Regions from separate parts of the Mus musculus genome. Here region 2 is linked to region 1. A link is a contact called in public promoter capture Hi-C data. All regions are on one chromosome and are shown on one strand. Each heading gives the region's core, a stretch centred on a gene start, on an enhancer-like site or on the middle of the called end of the contact. The rest is flanking DNA. Distances are from core to core; before and after follow the strand shown. Region 1 holds the start of Plekha8 (pleckstrin homology domain containing, family A (phosphoinositide binding specific) member 8). Region 2 has its middle 28 kb from the start of Znrf2.

What was found. Promoter capture Hi-C pulls out the DNA fragments that hold promoters and counts their contacts.
Region 2: a promoter capture Hi-C map of liver shows a contact between it and region 1, with 2.2 times the contacts expected there. The contact joins the enhancer-like site here to the promoter of Plekha8 in region 1. A contact is called at or near these places in 8 of 39 promoter capture datasets (the 3T3-L1 cell line, 3T3-L1-derived adipocytes, the C10 cell line and 5 more), 1 of 15 datasets of contacts at CTCF or cohesin (large pre-B cells), 9 of 484 Hi-C or Micro-C datasets (the AML12 cell line, the Ba/F3 cell line, the G1E-ER4 cell line and 4 more), 5 of 115 datasets of contacts at active chromatin or transcription factors (bone marrow-derived macrophages, embryonic stem cells, large pre-B cells and 2 more) and 3 of 9 other capture datasets (adipose tissue, liver and pancreatic islet).

The regions. Positions count from the first base shown.
Region 1 is chr6:54,593,450-54,597,414 of GRCm38.p6, reverse strand. Plekha8 (pleckstrin homology domain containing, family A (phosphoinositide binding specific) member 8) reads right to left here and starts at 2,304. Exons shown (of 14, transcript NM_001164361.1): 1 at 1,944-2,304. The coding sequence starts at 1,983. It also overlaps a transcript of Fkbp14 not described here.
Region 2 is chr6:54,786,975-54,790,877 of GRCm38.p6, reverse strand. No RefSeq gene overlaps it. Among named protein-coding and RNA genes, the nearest start is that of Znrf2, 28 kb to the left of the region's middle. Within about 2 kb of position 1,532, at least 19 of the 459 cell types and tissues checked have an H3K27ac peak or open chromatin away from gene starts, as enhancers often do. A contact at or near this core is called in liver, neural stem cells and pancreatic islet, where this site is marked.

The sequences.
Region 1 (3,965 bases), core at 1,055-3,554:
CCAGCACTGGCTGAGGAACTCCTGGCAGCTGATAGTTGCTGGGAGAGCAAGTGCCAGTTTTCTTTAATGGTATGATCCTTAGCGGGCCCCACTCCCAAGAGTCTCTGAGCATCATTAGCTGCAGGAGATGGAGGAGAAAGAGGAGGAGCAGGAGGACGACTTCAAGGTGAGTAGGGAGTGAGGGTGGAAAGGGTGGCTATGGGAAGAGGGATGAACATGAGCAAAAGGAGCTGTGCGACATTCTCAGAGAACTCGGAAAATATTATTCTAAAGGCAAAGGCTTTCCATCTAAGTTCATCATTCACTCTCCGACAGCAAAGGAGAGCAGAGGGAACCCATGTGATCTTCCTAAGCTAGTGCCATTCTCTTCCAAAGTAAGGCCGTGTTGAATGAAAGCCAATGTGCCAACCGACCCTCAATTTTAAGCAGAGTAGTCTATCCAGAAAAGTAGTCAGCGGTGTGACAGCCTTCAGCCTTCATGGAACAGTGAGTGACACACAAGCCAAAGGAAAAGCAGCGAAGGCTCCAATGCCTTTAGGGCTTTGCCCAGAAGCCACTCAACAGTACTGTCCGTTCTTACTTAGGGAAGAAAAGAGTTGACTCTTACCATCAAACAGATGGCAGGGGCATCACAGAAGATAGATCCACAGAGACAGCTAGAAAAATGTTGGTGCAATGAAGGATACAGAAGACTGTGGGGAGAGGGCATTTTACTACCAAAAGTTTCCACACAGAAAGGGGAGGGAAAGGAAGACGGAAATGATTAAGGTGGGGCAGGAGAAGAAAGTGATTTGTGTGTGTCCGGGCTAGGGTTCAGAGGAGGACAGTAAAGGGTGAAGTTGACTCAAGGGTTTACAATTAAGATACACACCTACTTCTCAGCATTTAGGACAGCATTGGGAGAATGGCACCGTCAAGCCTTCTCTTAAACAACATGCTAATCGGCTTCCAGTATTCAAGGACCTGCAGGCCAGCTTTGAGTTCTTCCTGTATAACCTAATCTCTCTGCTGACATCAGTGGAGATCCTTGAAGTGAAGGCCAGGTCTTAAGGAAAACCTTCTCATCAGACCCTCGGGTAGAGATTTTAAAAAAAATGAATTAACTGTGCTAACTACTATACTACTTGGAGATTCCAGGTACATGCTGACAGGTGTACTTCTGCCTGTACTGGGCTGTGACTTCCTCAAAGTTACTCTGCCAGATCTTCACAAGCCATACACACCTGTCCTTACTACAGAACTGCCCCACCAAAGGATGGGGAAACCCTAGCTCTAGTTGGTAAGATTTCTAGTTTCTGCATCCCCACTGACACGTTAAATGTTAACCCATTTTCCCTAACAAAAAAGTTTAACTTTAAAACGCACCCAGCACTGTTCATATAGCATAGTACTTATAAAATACTGGCTGCTTGGATGAAAATAATGTTCGTTGAGAATCATCTTCAAAGCTGAGGAATAGTTCTAACTTCTGGATAGTTGGAAAGTGCTTCCAAGAGCTAGAAAGGGGGCAGGGTGCTATTTTAAGCCATTGTGCTGGGCAAGACAAGGACACCGTTGTTAATATCTGCATTCATTTTTATGACAGAGTTCTGAAACAAAAGAAATGTTCGGAGAGAAAAGGCCGATCGCCAGCGTACACTTCAGGGCTTAGGGCTGCGGTGCTAGAGTTCCACTACCTCGGTCGGCAGGGGGATGACCCTGAAGGTGCCTAGGGAGATCGACTGCGTGGAGACTCTGGAATCCAGGGGTTGGTGGCACTCGGCACCCTGCAGCTGGGCTGCGCGGCCCAAGCGAGGCCGCCCCCCACCCAATTCGCGAGATTGAGGTGGACCCCGCAGCGGACCCAGGCTGCCGGCTTCACCCGGTACCCAACTCTCCATCCGGGCCGCGAGCCGGCGGAGGGTGCCGCCTGGCGCACCGCACCCACGGAAGCCGGCACTCACCGCTCAGGTAGTTGGTCCACTTGTACAGCACGCCCTCCATGGCACCCGCGGGCCCCTCGTCGCCCCGGCCCGCCGCGGGGACGCCGGGCCGGCCTCACATCCTGGGCCCGGGGGCGGGGTCACCGCGACAGCCTGGGAGCACCAGCTCCGGGTCCCGGGGGCTGCGCCTGCGCCTGGCGCAGTCGGTGTGGACGCCGCAGAGCGGCCGCCAGAGAGAGGCGAGGGAGGCGCGGGAGGCGCGGCCCCTGTGGCGGCGGTCGCGGGCGCCTTCCTGCGGCCACTGAGCCCACAGCGCCCGCCCCGGCGCGCTCGCGCATGCTCACTGCGCTGTGCGCACGCTACCAAATCCACGCCAGGGTTTGGCCACTGCGCGGAGGGGCTGACCGGTGGGCGGGGCTCCGATGCGCACGCGGGTGGCAGGTCACCCATGGGGGTCTAGGCTCCAGGGATCCAGCTTTTAATGACAAGTTTGTCAGTGGAGGAGGATGCGGGCTGAGACCCGGAATCCTCGGATGAGGCTAGTCTGTAGTTTCCGGATGCACTTCTGTGTAAGGCGCTGTTCAAACTGCCGGCCTCTTGACTGGAAGCTTGGTCTCTGGACCGCAGACATTGACTTCACCTGGGCTTCTGTTAAAAAAAAAAAAAAAATCTCTCGGGGGTTCCAGACCTTTTGGATTAAAAATCGGCACTTTTACAAGCTCTCCAAGGGGAATTTCTAAGTACATGAAAGTATGAAAATGCACTGTTGTCAGGATTTTTATCCAAGAAAAGTGTCTATCACAGGTTAGATGGAAGGTGAATGTTGAGAAGAAGCACAACACAACCAAATGTTAGTGTTATAGAAATATGCTCTCAAGGGCTAAAGTGCAGGCATTTTTTCCCTTAGTGTAAGGTTGACAGGTTTAATAAATAATATATCACTTAGTTGGTTATTTGCCTGACTGCACACCTCAATGCCCTGTTTTTGTTGTTGTTTTGTTTGTGTTTTGTTGTTGTTTTAATCTCTTTTGGTGATTTCTAGTTTCTTCTCAGATTGCAGCAATGGACTACATCTGAAATGAGGGCAGCCGTTTAGAACTTTAAGCTGTATAATTGTTAAAACAAGTGCTCTCTCTCTCTCTCTCTCTCTCTCTCTCTCTCTCTCCGTCCTTAAGTATTATCTACTCACCACCAAGGTCACATAAGTGACGAATTATTAGCAGTCACTCATTGACAGCGATGTTTGTAGAATGAAATCAAGCCAAGTCTTAAGGTGGAGTGCCAATTCTTTTCGGCCAAGTGAACTTAAGCAGGGCACTAACTTCTAACCTAATTTTTTTTTTAAACTAGCTTCTCTCCGGGCTAGTTTTTTGCAACTTGATGCAGGCTAGAGTAATTTGGAACGAGGATCTCCGAACCATAAGATTTACCTGTAGGCAAGTCTCTACTGCTTTTTCTTAAATACTGATTGATGTGGAAGGGTCCAGTTCACTGAGAGTGGTGCCACCCTTGGTCAGGTGATCCTAGGTGCTATTAAAAAAAAAAAAAAAAAGCAGGCTGAGCAAGCCAGTAAGCAGCACTCCTCTATGGCCTCTCTACATCAGCTCTTGCTTCCTGATTACTGTTTTGAGTTCCTACCCTGCCTTCCCTGGATAATGGACTATGATATAGAAGTGTAATAGGTAAAAATCCTTTCCTCCCCAACTTGCTATTAGTCATGATGCTTTAACCCAAGAATGGAAACCCTAAGACACTGTCTAAATGGGGGGGGGGGGGGGAGTGGGTGGGTGGGAATAGCCACGTTAAGTTAGTGAGGATCTTGCACCAGAGTGTGCTTTGCGAACCTTAAAGCATCCTAGTAGGTCCTTAGAGTTTCTGTTCTAAATTAGTAACCATAGTTCTGAGCCTTTATTTGTGGCATCTTGAAGAAGGCTGCTTCTCAGTGTCTGGTCTTTCCAAAAACCCGAGTGTCACCTGGCTCCAGACTCCGCAGCTGGAATACTTCACTGAAACAACCCTTCCCCCATCTCCCACCCCCGAGGA
Region 2 (3,903 bases), core at 283-2,782, 190 kb before region 1:
CCGTCAACTCTACAAACTCAGCAGATGGCTCTGGAGCCCAAGTCCCACTCAGCCTGGGACTCTCCTAAAGCAGACCCCATGCTGTGAAGTCTTCTGGGATCTCTGCTGGTATCAGGAGAAGCCAGCTCCCATTAACACATACCTAGAACCCTAGCCCTCAGGAGGCTGAGACAGGAGGATCACAAACTCAACACAAACCTGGACTACACAGCAGGGTCCTCCTATCTTAAAAAACAAACAATCAAATGCCACCCCAAATTCGGCTTTTTGCTGACAGAAGAAAGTGCACCCTACATGGAAATTCATGCTTTGCAGCTTGTTTTTGAGGACCAGGTTAATACAATTTGAAGACCATGAGCTTTGGGCTTAGTTCAAATCCAGACTTGGTTGCTTGAGTGCTAGGAATCCTGATCCAGTGACTTGTGCTCTCTGAGTGTCTGATGTCTGCTATTTTAAATAACCACAGGGTTTCCAATATCATATCGCTCTTAAGAGGATTTACTGCAGCAGTGGACATGGAAGCCTCATATACTTAGAAATTCACACAGGATGTATGCCCTCAATCAATTCTACCATCAAAAGCCGGGTAAATTTCCAAAGCTTTGTGTTATCTCTGCAAACCAAAGTCAGTTAATCATTGACTGACAAAAACAGGTCACAGAAGACCTAGAGACTCCAGGGCTGTCCTTCAGCTCACTGTTACCAAGCAGAATTTAGAATTTTATACATGAACACATTGTACGGATATTAAAAATTGAACACCAAAAATAATATGAGAAAGGACAGCCAATAGTAAGGTGCACGTTCACACAGAAATATACTTGACATATTTATCTTGAGTGTCTTCTTTGGCCTCCGAATAGGGCAGTATTTTTGTGGGTTGGTCTGATGCTGTTTTATTCTGATGTTAATTCTGCTTCCTCAAGAGGGGTTGCCCCAAGAGTACATACTCAGGTGACCTCATGTGAACCTTCTCCCCATTTTAACTGGTCAATAAAGACTAGGAAAACAAACAAACAAAAAACAAACAAACTAGAGCCTGTGATTGGGCAGTGGAGGAGAAAAGTAGGACTGGAGGTTTGTGAATAGGGGCAGGTAGGGAGGCAGAAGAGGACCAGAGGAGAAGAAGAGAGGATGAAGGAAGAGGAGAAGGAAGCCTCGATGGAGCAGAACCAAGTGTCCAGGAGAAATCACAAGTAGTAGCAAGGGGGTCTTATAGCTGGGGAATAAGTTAGTATAGTGTTAGGCCTGTCCAATCTAGGCATATAGCTTATAATTATAATAACTGGATTGTGTGGGTTTTTTTATATGGGCTTATTTGGGGTTGGAGATTCCAGCAACACAGTGTAGACTTGGTCCTTTGGGAGCCACAGCTTTGAAGTAACTAGGCACAGAACAGGGTTAATTAGTGCCTTATTCTAGACACCTTCCCGGGGCCCCTATAAGAGAAGTGTTGCAAACCTCTGGTGAGCAGAGGTCAGGTAGGGCATAAACTGGCCTGGTAAAAAGTTTCAACATCCTTTGCCAAATTCCTCAAGACACACAGATACTAGTTCAGTTTCCATTTCGCAATAGATAAAGCTAAGGCACGGTAGTACTGTGGAATAGTGGTGAATACAGGATAGAAAGTAGAGTAACCTGCTCAGCTCCTGTGTACCCACCAGGAAAGACAAACAAAGCAGGTGCGGGCACTCAAAACCTCCCAGCATCAATTCAGACAGGAAGAGTGCTTAACACCTCTATTATGTTTCCCAAAATATGTCACCTCTAGTCAATTATTTTTTTAAAGCTCACATTGGGATGATTATTTTTACAGCTATAAATATGAAATTTAAAAATAGCTAAAAATAATAAATATCACAAGGTCCTAGAAATTATGGTTTCATTAATTAATTGTCTGACAGTTACTTTTATATATTTTTTGTGTATGTGAGAGACTTGGATGTTACCGATATCAACAAGTTAAATTACAGTGTCTACTAAGAAGTAAAGTAAACAAAGGTAATAAACCTATCTTCAGAGAGAGAAACTGAAGCCCAGAGCGGCAGGCACACTTGCCCAGCAGCTGCGGTTTGAATATGGTTTGAAACACACGTGGTGAGGTTGGAAGGTGGAGTCTTTAGGAAACAATGGGACCAGGAGGTCTCTGCTTTCATGAGTGGATGGATTCATTCCAAGATCCTTAAAGGGTAATCTCAAGAGCAATGCTGTTGTGGGGGAGCTCGCTAGTGGTGGCTGTGTCTGACTCACCATGTGACGCCATCTACCTTCTTATAATGCAGCACAGGCCCTCGTCACATACTGACCAGAGGCTGGCACCACATTCTTGGACTTCTCAACTTCCAGGGCAGCAAGATAAATAGACTGTTTTTCATAGTAAATAACCAATCCTATAGTACGTGTGTATTATGGCATGGGAAACGGAGCATGACACTGGCAAAAAGATATTGAATTTGATTGTTATTCTGCCAAAGAGGAAACAGAAAACTCTCCCATTACAAGATAGGAGTGAGTATAAATTTTGCTATCTCAACCTGAAGTTTATGCAGTTGGGCTTCATATTCTAAGGTCTACTGTCACCAATGTGCAACGTAAAACGACTAAAGTTCACATAAAGAAAGGTTCATAGTGCGTCAAAGCCCCACTGCTGGCAAACAATTGTAGGTCAAATTAGCCATTTAAAAATGCCTATGTTTTCTGCTGCTGACATCTGTCCCTCCACTGTGACATAAAACTAAAATAAACTGCTATGTGACTTGGCTATGCCCTTCCTCGATATGTACCCAAAGCACGTATGTCAGCAAGCCACAGACATACGTGCACATCCATGTTTACTGCAGCACTGTCACAAAAGCCAGGAGACAGAGACAAACTCCATGCCCACCTATGGAAAAATGGCTAAAGTGTGGCGTGTATACATAATGGAAATCTCTGCCTATAGCCCATAAAGGAAGGGAAATCTCATGCCGCTTTGATGGGTCTGGAGATCAGAACACTGAGTGAAATGAGAAAGATTCAGAAAGACAAATACCACATTTTCTTCATAATGTATACTCTCGTGTGTGTGTGTGTGTGTGTGTGTGTGTGTGTGTGCATGTGTGTGTATGTTGTGTCTCTGTGTATATGTTTGTCTCTGTGTGTGTGTTGTGTGTATTTATGTGAGTGTGTGTGTGTTAAAAAGAGAAGACCGTGGGGTGGGAGAATGGTCATAGGGACCTGGAGTTGGAAGCAAGTATAATGGAGCACATGAAACATAAGAGCAGGAGAGAGAACAATGAGGGGGGAGGGTAAGGGCCAGCAACAGGGGAGTTGGCAGGGGAATGAGGGAAGGAAATGAGAGAGGGAATGAGTGGGAACAAAGGATAATAATATGCATGCATGAAGACCCCCAAAGGAAACCCACCTATTTGCATGTCAGATTTAAAAATAAAATTTAAAGTCACAGGAGCATTGTAGGTAGCCAGGAAAGAGAAGTTTTGTTTGTCCAGCTTTCTGGACAAAGTGATGCATACGTGTAATCTCAGCACTTGAGAAGCCGAGGCAGGAGGACTACCTTGAATATATAAGGCCAGTGTGAGCTGCATAGGAGAAGCATTCTCAAAAAGTGAAACATAATACAATAAAATGAAGTCTCTCCACCATCAGGGAGTCAGAGGTGGGGTGCAGTTCTCACTCTTGTGTTTGGGTTAGAACAGTGCTTTTGCCCATTAGTTTATTAGTAAGTCCTTAACTCCATGCATGCTGAGCACTGGGGCATGATGTCCTCATGGAACTTGTGATCTCCTGGGGGAGATGGGCATGGACAGCAGACAACCGCAAGAGGTTGTGCTTTCTGATAAGCTACGAAAGACAGCAAGTAGCAGAGGGCTCAGGGGAAGGACTGGGGGAAGGACAAGATCTGTC